2 separate regions of the Mus musculus genome follow, and region 1 is linked to region 2. A link is a contact called in public HiChIP or PLAC-seq data. All regions are on one chromosome and are shown on one strand. The core of a region is the stretch at or near the end of the contact, and the rest is flanking DNA. Distances in the headings are between cores, read along the strand shown.

Region 1 (6,233 bases), core at 3,353-5,852, 670 kb before region 2:
GATGCCACTCCATGGCTGGGGGCGGAGCCTGATAGGTTGTGCATTCCTACTAGTCCCTAATTGATCAGGTGATACTTTATTTTCAGCTATGATTTTGGCATATGATATCGTAGGACATGATCATATGATATTAATTCACTCTGATTCCTGGGATTTTACTGTTTAAGAAATGGGGGTGGGAGTGGGGAGGGGGCAGAATGTGCAAATGGTATTCTAGGATGCGGGCATGCACAGACAGTCTCCAGGTCTTCAGACATTTCGGTGCCCTACGACTATGACCTCAATAGTGCCTGTGGCAATGAGAGTTAGCATTACATGGCTCTTTTACACACATTATTTTTTTCACTTTTAGGATGCAGACATTAAGGCTCAGAACTCACCAAAATTCCTAAAACAAGTAAATGTGGAAAGAATCATTTCATTCTTGGTTTCTCTCTCTCTTCAAATTTCACCTATTGTTCATCAACTGTGACACTTTACGCTTAGATGCTAGAAATCTAGCAAAAAACACTAGTTAATTTTTTTTTTTTGTTTTACATAGATTAGATTTTTGCGACTTCTGTTAGATGAGTGTGCATGTGTGCTTACTTAAGTCTCTCTTTGAGATTACCTGTTTGGATGCCATCGCTGGGATGATCTAACAACTGTGCCCAGCAAGCACTGCTGTTACTGTATCAAGCAGTTGGCCTGCATAAGCCCCTCCCCTCTTTATGGTTTTGTTTCAGCTCCCAGGTCCTGCGGTTCAGGCTTTTTCCTGTGTCCTGCCGAAGGCACCTGCATCCCTAGCTCCTGGGTGTGTGACCAGGATAAGGATTGTTCCGATGGTGCAGATGAACAGCAAAATTGCCGTAAGTGGTTTTAGAGAAAGGGTTTTTTCTTCTTCTCCTTCTCCTCCTCCTCCTTCTTTCTTCCTCTTCCTCTTCCTCTTCCTCTTCCTCTTCTTCTTCCATCTCCAGTTAGTGTGCTGTATACAGGTGACACACAGAGAGCTGATTTTTCATCACCAAGGCTCTGGAACTTAAACTATCTAGTGATATGCTGGTAATCTCATCCTGCTAATCTGGTTCAGAGGCCGGGTCATATAAAGTGTGTCTATACAACAGACTTAGACCCCTGAAGCTTGGAACTGGTTAGCTTGTCAGGCCTTAATTTGAAGTATAAAATTAAAATAGTGGTAGTGAGCAAGCCCCATCTCAGGATGGTCCTGCTATTCTTTGCTCTGTGGGCTGATGAGGACTCAAAGCTATGCTTAGGTCCCAGATCTTTCTTTTTGCCTGTATTTTATATTAAAATAGATTTCTGTTTGCGGCAGGAAATATGTTATCCACAAGCACCAAAAGAAATCATGTTCCCACTGGAACCTGCCCTGGGAACATGGAAGTTATTTCTGATTGATTCTTCCCTCTCTTTCATTGGCCACACTAATTTACCATTTCCCACCTGACTTGTCCCAGAATCTTTCTTAGGCTCAGAAATCCCTTCCATCCCTCCTCTCATTCTGTGCTTGGCACCTGAGCTGTCTGCTGCTAGACACTGCTGCCGAGATCCAGTTAGACCGTGTGCCTGCACATACCTTAAGCAGAGGTGTGAGGACTGCTGTGAGCTTGAGGCCATTGGGCTACATAATGCTTTCTAGGCCTGCCAGGGTGACAGAGTGAAATACTGTCTAAAAACCGAAATGACAATAGCCAAATTAAATACCTTACTAAACCCCTTTTCGAGCCATGATTTGGTTTCCAGTTGCCTCATGGAGATAGCAATGATGCTTCCATGCCTTCCTTCCTGGTCCTTAAATTGTTCTTGGGGCAGAAAGCTTGCTGTTCCCAGTCATAGCCTTCTGTCTTTATGCATGCTATCTAGGTGTTCATTGTCTTTTGTCCAGTTGTGTCAGCTAGATGCTCGCCCACAGCTCCCTGTCTATTCTCCTCCTATGTGAGAGGAAGTTGCCTTTGCCCTCCTTCTCACCGCACACCCTTATTTCCCGTTCCCTGCAAAGTTACTGAGGCTGGTCTGGAACTTTGATCCTCTTGCCTCTACCTTGCCCTTCCATGTTCTGGCTGTACAGTCATGCCTATTACTCCTTCCCATGACACCAGGACTCTATTTCCTGCGTGTCTGGGAGCCACTGCTGCCCTTTCCTTTTTTAAAGGTATTTATTCACTTATGTGTATGTGTGTTTACCTGCATGAGTTTATGTGCACCGTGTCCATGCAGAAGCCCAAGAAGACCAGAAGAGGGCATTGGATCCTGGGGAACAGGAGTCATGGGTGGTCGTGGGCCATCATGTGGGTGCTGGAAATTGACCCCTGGACTTTTTGACAGAGGAACAAGTGCTCTTAGCCACTGAACTATTTCTCCACCCCTATACTTACCAGTCTTTGGTTAACGCCCATATCTTATTCACCCTCTTTTATACACCTTTTAAATTTCTGTAGTGCTCAACACATGTTAATAACTACAGTACAAAATACCTTTGCTTTTGCATATGTCCCTGTGAAGTATACATCCAATAGATGCTTGTTTTTGTCTTCCCCTCCAGTATCATTATTCATATTTGGTAAACATCAATGGCTACTCTATGTTTGGTAATAACTGTAAACAAAGTTCTCTGTTCTTCGCAGCTGGGACCACGTGCTCAAGCCAGCAGCTGACGTGCTCCAATGGTCAGTGTGTTCCCATCGAGTACAGGTGTGACCATGTCAGTGACTGCCCCGATGGCTCTGACGAGAGAAACTGCTGTGAGTCTGCTTTGCCCAGTGCTTGCTTTCACCTTTGGCATCTTAATCAACTTGCTAGGTTTGCTGATGGACAGAAATGCCTACAATACGCCTCTTGTTGAGAGCTCTTGGCAGATTCTTTTGTGGATTAGGGGTGATGGTCTGATGGCAGTTCTCTTTTAACAAGGCATCCTGTTTTTCCTGTCTTAGCATGTCAGGTTTTTTTGAAGTAAGAAACTTTAAAACATTAGCAGAATTCCCCAAGCTTATTGAATCATTGAGCACAGCATCCATTTTTGGTCAAAATCTATAGTTTTTATATTTAATTGCTTTGGTCAAGTTTCGAGGTAAAATTTCGTAGTTTTTTTTTTTTTTTCTCTTTTTGTGGACTCTGTACGTTCCAGAAAATACTTTGGAAAATAGTTACATTTTGAAAATGTATCTCTGTATAATGGCAGTTACTTAGATCAGTTTGTAATGGATTGACACAAAATAGGACATATAAATCATGGTATTCTCTGCACAATGTAAATAATAACAGTCAAAACAGAAACTGCCGCATTGTATACTATGAAAAAGGCAGAGAGGTTTATACAAAACCGGTAGGCACTGGGTGTAACGGGAGGCAGAAACAATCAGGTCTTTATGAGTTCCGGGCCTGCCACCGTGTCTATACAGCAAGTTCTAGGCTGGCCAGGGTTATGCAGTGAGACATAACCTGTATAAGACACAGAAGTTTGGGCTGGGGCTGCGACTCTGTTGGTTGAGTGGCTGTCAGGTAGCATGACCTGGATTGGATCCCCAGCTTCGAATACACCAGGTGTGATGGTCCACCCCTGTAATCCTAGCGTGGAGACAGGAGGATAAGGAATGCCATGCTGTTTCTTTTTACTTTGGATGTTATGCATCTAAGTGACTGGACACTGGCAATTTTAGAGATGATAAGGCCTTGGTATTTTGTGAAGCAAGCAATAGGTTCTTTACCACACAATGGTGATATATGGCATATTGTCGCATTTTGTGAATTCTGATCATTATAATTCCAGCTATTAGGACAACAGGACAGGTGAAATAGTCTTCTCCAAATAAAAGAACTAAAACTTCAAAGGGTCTAGGGGCTGTTCTAGGTCTCAGTTTGTCTTCCGGTTCAGCCTGGCCACTACCAGGAGAAAGGGCCATCTTTCACAGAGAGCTCCAGGGCTTTGTGTCACCAGCACTCGGACTGTGTCCTTTTCCTTTATCTACAAATGTGTAAAAATGGTGCTTCATGCCAAATGTAGGAAAGGAATGCTACTTTGAGAGAGTGAAAGGCAGCTGAGAGTCTGGAGCATTTCCGTGTGAGCACCCTCCAGCCAAGGCAGGGTCAGCTAGCACAACTGCATTGGATCTTCCAGGGGTTGGTGATGGTGGGGGTCGGGAGGAAACATGGTAGGATATGAGGATGATGAGCAGCCACAATAAGAGAGGGAAGGGGAGGGACTACACACACACACACACACACACACACACACACACACACACACACACGAGTATGGGGAGGTGAGTTCTCTCCATGTGGGTTCTGGAGATTGAACTCAGGTCGTTAGGCTTGGCAACAAGTGCCTGTGTCTACTGATTAAGGTCTCACCAGACCTTAATCAACCTTTGAGATGCAGATTTTTCTCTCAGTGCAAGGGCTTGGTGAGGGAAGGAGAGAGATCCAGAGTCAAGATCCCTGTTCCTGGAATGAGACAGTGCCAGGAGCTCTTCAGTGCACGCACACAAAAGCCTTAAGCAAACCTCACATATTTAAGGAGATTTGCAATGACTCCTCTGTTAAATCGTATTTGCTTTTATGTATTAGATTCTCCCAGATGAGGAAGTTAGGAACCTTCACACTTCCTCCTTAGTGCTCTCATCTGCTGTGGGGCTGGAACGATGGCGCCCTCTGCTCCCAGCACCCATTTCAGACAGTTCACAACTGCCTGTAAATCCAGCACCAGGGGGTGTGGTGCCTCCGGCCTAGTGGGCATATACACGTGCATATACACCCTCGAAGACACACGTGCATACCACGTTAAACATCTTTGAAAAACGTTTAGGAAAGTGCCAGTGTGGGTGTGTATGGGAACCACAAGAGTTCGAATCTCTTCAGAGAAGGAGCTGGTATTCACCAGCTACCCGGCAGGCAATCACCGTACAGCAGTGTAATAAGCACCCTTGTTCCACATGGAATCTAAAGGCAGGGTCAGGATTCCAATCCACAGCCCAACAGCAAGGGCACGCATGTCTCATGCATCCCAGACTGGCCTCAATCTTACTGTGACCTTGAACTCCGAGTCTTCCAAAGTGCTGGGGTTATAAACATACTACCGTCCTTAATTTATGCCTTGTATTAGGAATGAAAGTTTATAAAAATTTATTGGCTTGAAGTGTATGTAGCTATATATTTTTTTCCTTTTCCTTTTTTTCCCCTTGAGATGAGGTCTCACTATGTAGCTCTGCTGTCCCAAGTTCATAGAAATCTACGTGCCTCTGCCTCCTGAGTACTGGGATTAAAAGCTACCACACCTGGCTGATAGTTTGCATTTTGAAATGTTACTCTTTATGGCTGCTTTTTTTTACTGTGGAAGTTTTTTTTTTTTTTTTAATTTCAGTTAAACACCCTACACATAAATAAACAAAACTCAGAAGAAGGAGGGGGAATGGGGAAAAGGGAAGGGAGGGGGAGGAAGAGGAGGAAGTCCTTCCTGTTAGTTGTCCTAGAATTTTCTAGTCTGGTTTTGATTCTTTGCATTCTTCACCTCTTTTTTTTTTTTTTTTTAAGATTTATTTATTATTATATATAAGTACGCTGTAGCTGTCTTCAGACATCCTAGAACAGGGTATCAGATCTCATTACAGATGGTTGTGAGCCATCATGTGGTTGCTGGGATTTAAACTCAGAACCTTCAGAAGAGCAGTCAGTGCTCTTAACTGCTGAGCCATCTCTCCAGCCCCATCCTTTACCTCTTTGTCCTTCACCACGGTTTTGTTTTTTTTTGTTTTGTTTTGTTTTCTGTCTCCTAGAAATTAGCTGTATCTAATGTTGCCAACTCTGGCTTCAGTGACACCAAGACTTGAGATTTCTAGACTGTTCTATGCACTGCAGGAAATGTCTATTAGATGCCAGGAGTGTATCCCCAACAGGACATCTCAAATGTCTCCTGGAGCAAAGCCACCCTCTTGCTGCTCTAGTTGAAAATTGACTGATAGGCAGAATGAATCGATGCCTGGACCTTCAGGAAGGGAGTGTTACAGCAAAGCGACAGTCCTCTGTAGAGAGTGCTGTGTGCCAAGCTGTCTCTATGCCTGTGATGTCCGTGCTGGTGAGATCCATTTCATCAGATTCTTAGCTGTCTTAAACATGAGTTTGGATGCATAGCAGCCGCTAGTTGCGTTAGTGTTCTTATGTGATCAGGGGTTAAGCCAGACACATTTTCTCTTGTTGAGTTCTTCTGCCCCGGAGTCATTGCTTGTGGACAAACCCAACACAAG
Region 2 (6,406 bases), core at 225-2,724:
TGAAAACAGGCCAAATTAAAAGTCCCCAGGACCAAGTGCATCCACTTTAGGAACACGTTAGACAACATGAAAGGCGTAAAAGTCCTTGGGTTATCTGAATGTTGGGCAAAGGTTTAGACACTGGCTAACAAAGTGGAATGGGGGCTGATAGGAAGGAAGGCTTGCAAGCTCGCTTCTATTTCAATGCAACATTTCTTTGTCTCGTCATCTTCAGCTTTGGAGAGAGAGAAAACTGTTCAGCAAAAAAAAAAAAAAAAAAAAAAAATCTATCATCTCAACATCATGGAAAGCCATAACCAGCTGCATATCCTTTTATTTTTACTTTTAAATCAGAAAAAAACTTTAGCCCTGTACCATGAAGTCACGTCTGAAAACAGTGTGAACATTTTATTCTGTGTTATTTATTACAGTTTCAAAACATAAAAGAATTTTAATGTTGAGGTTAGCAAACATCCTACTGAGAGCTCCCAGGAACTCGCCGTGTATGGATGTAGACTGGTCCCACGCATCATCACTCTAGCAAATACAAGGGATAACAGAACAGTTTGCAACAGCTGAGGGCCAGAGGTCAATGCGAGTCCCCTCAAACTGCTTCCATGCATGCACATCATACTCTTTGGATTTGATGACCTAGCCTATTTCAAGCAAGAGGGGAACTAAGATACAGAATAGCAAGGAAGTGAGATACAGTGGCCAAAAGGCGGGAGCAAGCCCCAGCTTGCCCACTAGCTGCCCTCCAGTCTTACATGGCTTGACTGTGCCAGATGAAGAGAGCTGAGGAGGGCCAGGAGGGCAGGCTGACAACCATGAACCCAGCTCTTAGAGAGCTACAGCTAAAGCTACCTCCGAGGGAGGCAACCTCAGAATGCCTGGAACCTCCTAGCCCTTTGATCCTCAAACGCTAAGCCATAGTCAGGTGACCCTTTTGTTTTCAGAGTCTGGTTTTTCAAATAAACACAGGTACCCAACTGTAGGGAAAGCAAGAATCAAACATTGAAAAGCTCGACACAATCAGACTCACAAGACACATAGGCAACTAAGTACTTGCTGGTCCGCCCACGCCTCAGAAATAACAGCTGGTGGCCAACCACCACCTGGATATCTATTTTTTCCCTTTACAAGCCACAAGCAGCCTGTTGAGTGTGGCTGACGAACAATCAGCTCAACAAGCTAGACGGAGCACACAGTAGTGGCCAAGGCGGGGGCGGGGTGGGGGAGGCGAGTACATGGTTTCAGTGACACACAGGGTCAACATGTGGGCGGGAAGGAGCCAGTACACAGAGAACTGGCCCTGGGCATCTGAGATCCACAACCCACACTTTTGATACCCGTCACTAAAATAAAAAAAAAAAAAAATTAAGTCACAAATCTTGGCACGTGGACAATGAGGCAGGGAGCTCCTGCCACTCCCACTCCGTCTCCACTGAATCTCCTTTCTACAGTCACTCTCAGTCTCTGTAGGGTGAGGCAGTACAACTGTTTTCACTGTGTGGATGACCCTGGCTATGACACACAAGTGCTTAGTGGGGAAGGACGGTGAGTCTAGCTCTCCCTGCGCTGTGGGTCCTTCCTCAGGGGCACTGTCTGAAGATTCCAGGCTCTGCCAGGACCTGAGTACCACAGTCCCTCTGAGGCTCTAAGGTTTGTTTCCATGCCCTGTAAAGAGAGCTAGAGCTTCACACCTTGGCCATTATTTCTCAATATGGCTTCAGATTACGGGTGTTCCATACCATGTGTGACAGCGTTACAGGTCACCCAGCTCTTGAAGAGTATTTTATCGATTTAACATATTTGGGTTTAGAATCAGTTTGCCTGGATGTGTAACAACTTTGAGTCAGTTTTATTATTTTTTTAACATCACCTACAAATAATATACTCCCCTTACTGGAAGCGAGCGATCACCATCCCCACCCTACTGGCTGATCCATGGTAGGCTGAAGTAGGTTGGAAAGAGTAAGTTTCAACTTCCTTCAAAGCAAGAAAGTTCACGATTCCGCTAACTATGGCTAAGGCAATTTTTGGACTTGCCACTGTAAGAATTGTGGTTTTATTTATCTCTGCCTCACTTCCTCATTTAAAGGACAACCCACCACAAATACTGTACTAAATCACCCTAAAATACTCTGTCAGTGCCCTTTTCTCCAAATGGCAGATTTAAAGTATTACTTACACGGCCAGACATTTACAAATTATATTTAAATTATGGCTAGTTGAAAAAACGCCCATGGCTGAGAGCAAATCCCTCCTGCATTTCTGAAGTGAAGTGAGGTTAGACATAAATACTACACACACACACACACACACACACACACACACATACACACACACACACACACACACACACACACACAAATGGGGGGTCTACTCATCTGTTTCTCTGAAAAAGACACCAACGTATTTTTTCCAGCCCAAGTTGAATGATTGTGGTTTTTATAAATATGATCTCAAAGGTAATAGACTGAACCTTCTTTTTTATTTTAATATTTTAATTGTGTGTATATTGTGTAACTATGAGTTTGTGCATACAGTCCCTGCAGAGGCCAGAGGGGGTATCAGACACCCTGCCATAGTTTCTGGCAGCTATGAGCCACCTGACTTAGGTGTTCGAAACAGAGCTTCCTTCCTCCGTAAGAGAAGGACACAGTCTTAACTGCCGAGCTGTTTCTCCAGCCGTATTTCTTTTCTCCTTCGGCATCAAGAGGAAGTAATCCATAGGACCTCAAATTCTGAAAGGGATCAGTCAGTGTCAGTCTTGATGCTTTCCCATGTTGGGAAGCTATTCGTGGGAGAAAAGGAGCTCTGAGCTATCTTGTTATTAATGCCCAAGCACATCAAATGTATTACATGCGGATGGAGTAGCCAAGACCCCATTCTTCATGAAGCTGCTAGGGCTACTCTGGCTGATACCACTAGAACAATCAGCCTTCCCAGAAGACAAACCTAAGAAAGAAGAGGAAAGGGAATGGGGAACACACAATTCCAACGAGTGGAGATGCCCTGCCTAGATAATACTGGCTCTGTATAGGAAGTGTGTGTGTGTGTGTGTGTGTGTGTGTGTGTGTGTGTGTGTGTGTTCATCATGCGCAGTGGGGTCAGCTAGATGTGGTATCTGGACATCAGAGTTCTGCCCACATCCCAGAAAGTGACTGCCAGGAGACACCTATGAATGGCCAGAATAAACCTGCAGGAAGAGCAGCCACTCCTCCAACCATTCTCTTCCCCAACCTCATACTAACTCTGTATGTTTTACGGAGAAACTGTGTTTGAAGGGGTTTAACCTGCTTCCAGGCCTGTGGTTTGTAAGTGCCAGAATAAAGTTCTGATCCTTAGTCAATACGAATGCCAATTTTTATGTTTGCTACTACCAGTGGTAATAGCAAATGAGCCCATTTCCCTTGGGTCTGCAGGCAATAAAACAGAGATGAGACCAGGAGTGGGAGGTGAGCTGAGATTCCCTGCAAGGTAGGACAGGAATGGAGTTTCCTTAGAAAACCCTAGAGAAAGATTTCTCCCAAGGTCAAAGGTGCAGGATCCGGGGATCCAGGGATCCAGATTTGATGTGGCTTGTCACTGGCCGTCACCTCTTCAAAACAGATGACCTTTGTGTAACCAAACAAGCAGTCTCTGGCGCGCACTACTCCTTACGGAGAGTTGAGGGGGTGTGCCTGCGTCTTCCTCCCTAACCAGGCAGGCACTGCTGAAGACAGTGCTTCAAGTCCCAACACTAAATATTTACTCAACCAATTCAATCTTCCAGTCCCAGGGTCAAGTACATAACTGGACCTCATAGCCTGCACCACAGCACCCTCCCATGCCCCCCACACTAACAGGCTAAAAATTCCATTACTGAACATTACTTCCCAGGAGGTGCTAAACCCTACACTGCCGTATCCGAATGACACGATGTGTAGTTTTAATTGGGTCCCCTTTCAGAACTACAAAGCAGGCACCTCTACCCCCATTTTTCAGTTGAGGACAACTGACTCCAGAGAATTCAGTCCACTGCTACGTGGCTGGTTAAAGAAGATCCAGACTTTAACCCAAGTTGCATAATCTTTCTGCTATCTCTCTGCGCACCTGTTAACTCTTGTTACAGCTGTTCATGTCTAATTAAGTGCAGGAAACATACAAGAGTATTGATTTCAGTGCACCATGCTCGTCACGCCGATGCTCCTGAAGACACGCCCACTGGCACACGACACCATTACTCTCTACAACACCAAACTGACTGATTGCCACTTTCCTTCTCCATTTTCCAACACTCAAGACACTGTGTCCAAATTACCGCTCTGCTTACATGGCCAAGTGCCTTCATCCTGCTTTGAAACGTGATTTACTAAGGCAAGATCTGCAGGGCCACTCAGACTAGTTGGCAACTCTCTCTGGTACTGGCCAAGTCAGTCCCATACAAGATTTTAGATGGTTTCCATGTCCTCTCCCTACTTTAAATGATCCCTCTCCCTCTCTTGAGACTTCCTGGTGCCCCTAGTGCCTCTAAAGAGTCTTCACTAATGTAGAGAGAGGGGACAGGGGACAGGGGACAGGAGACAGGGGACAGGGGAGAGGAGAGAGAGGGGAGAGGAGAGAGAGGGGAGAGGAGAGAGAGGGGAGAGGAGAGAGAGGGGAAGGGGAGAGGAGAGAGGGGAGAGGAGAGAGAGGGGAGAGGGGAGAGAGGAGAGAGGGGAGAGGGGAGAGAGGGGAGAGGGGAGAGGGGAGAGAGGGAGAGAGGGAGAGAGGGAGGCACAGAAAATAAAGGAGCCCTGCTTTCAGGCAGCTCCATGGAAGCAGGAATATCTTGTAACCTGAACACCTCCCAGATAAGATGTGACATTTATGCAGACAATGGCAAGTCCCAGCAAATGGCAGTCCTAGGTCACTGTGCAAAGAGATTACCTGGTAAAGGAATGTCTGTCTCTGTCTCTCCCCAGCCACCCCCCCCCCCCGGAATTAAAAACCATTCGGCTATTTCCACCACACCCCACAATCCAATTCTGAGATAATAAATGCAAAGGCCTGGAGAGGAAGCACTAGCACTCTGAAAGAAGGCCATTCTGAAAGACACCAGGAAAAAAAAGTCCTTTTTTAAAATGCCCCAAATATTCTCACAGATGATTTAAAGAAAGCAGAGTTTTATACAAGGACTAGACACTTTAATCAATTTTCAAAACAAGTGTTCTGCATCTATCTGTTGACACACCCGAGCCACTGCACTATGCAGCTTTCAGAAAGTTATATTCAAATATTCAGATGTTCTAATCACTTGCTTCCAAACAGCATGTGACAGCAAATGGAAAGAGGCAAGAGAACCAAACCTGATCTCACCTCTCCCAAATCTCCTCAGAACCATGGCCCATGCCACATGGCTCAGGAGGAAATTACCATGCTGTCATTGTCCTTGCTTGTAAATGTATCCTGCACTGACTGGGATACACATTTACTGTAATCCTGAAATGCAGGAGAACCACACACTGAATTCTTCTAGAACCCTGCATACCCCCTTGGGAAACCACGCACTGTGCTTTTCCAGAGCCTTGTACGCCCTCTGCCATGCTGATTAACAAACTGGTTTGCCAGCCTTGGCGGTGCATGCCTTTAATTCCAGCACTTGGGGAGGCAGAGGTCAGCAGATCTCCAGGAGTTCAAGGCTAGCCAGGGCTACACAGTCAGCTCCAGAACAGCCAAGGCTACATAATGAGAACTTGTCTCCAAGTAAAATAAATAAATAAATAAATAAATAAATAAATAAATAAATATAGAACAAAATAAATGAATAAAATGGCGAGATAAGCTCTTCTATGCAAGTGTCTTTCACAAACGCTCAGTGAGCTCAGGTGCTTACGGATTTCTGATCTCAACACGTCTTCCCTCCTCTCCCCTTCCACACACGCCCGCTACATAATTCCATACAAAAGAGGACCAATCATCGATATGAAGATAGTTATTCAGTTTAATGCTTGAGGGAACCAACACCAAGAGGAGTGGCACATCTACAAAGGTGCCAGACCTAGGGCACTGAAGACGGTTATGTCTAGGGAGTGACATTTTTTAACTCATTGAAATGTCTATTTTTTTTTCTCTTTTGTTGTAGTAAAAGGCATTTGACACAAAAGGTCGGATCTTAACCACTTTTTAAGTGTACAACTTTATTTTTACTGCTGTCATCTGAATGTTCCTGGCTCTTTTCTTCTCCAGTCTGATATGCTGAAACCAAATTAACAATATGATGGCATTCAGTGGGTTTGGGGATAGTATTTTTCTGTGGGTTAGTTAGTTATTGTTGTTTTATAGATTTACTTTTAGTAGTTTTAATGATGTACATAGATGTGAGTGCAGGTGCCTGTGGAGGCCAGAGGATATGGAGTTAAATGCTAGTCTAAGACACCCCCTTACACACACACACACACAC

The links. HiChIP or PLAC-seq counts read pairs in DNA pulled down with a chosen protein or histone mark.
Region 1: a contact with region 2 is called in an H3K4me3 HiChIP or PLAC-seq map of bone marrow-derived macrophages, with 5 times the contacts expected there. The contact joins two enhancer-like sites. A contact is called at or near these places in 3 of 115 datasets of contacts at active chromatin or transcription factors (bone marrow-derived macrophages, embryonic forebrain and stem cell-derived neural progenitor cells).

The regions. Positions count from the first base shown.
Region 1 is chr2:69,545,445-69,551,677 of GRCm38.p6, reverse strand. It overlaps Lrp2 (low density lipoprotein receptor-related protein 2), which reads left to right. Exons shown (of 79, transcript NM_001081088.2): 3 at 726-848; 4 at 2,622-2,738. Among named protein-coding and RNA genes, the nearest start is that of Lrp2, 37 kb to the left of the region's middle. Within about 2 kb of position 4,602, at least 2 of the 459 cell types and tissues checked have an H3K27ac peak or open chromatin away from gene starts, as enhancers often do. A contact at or near this core is called in bone marrow-derived macrophages, where this site is marked.
Region 2 is chr2:68,868,904-68,875,309 of GRCm38.p6, reverse strand. All of the region lies in intron 1 of Cers6 (ceramide synthase 6), which reads right to left. Among named protein-coding and RNA genes, the nearest start is that of Cers6, 11 kb to the right of the region's middle. Within about 2 kb of position 1,474, at least 146 of the 459 cell types and tissues checked have an H3K27ac peak or open chromatin away from gene starts, as enhancers often do. A contact at or near this core is called in bone marrow-derived macrophages, where this site is marked.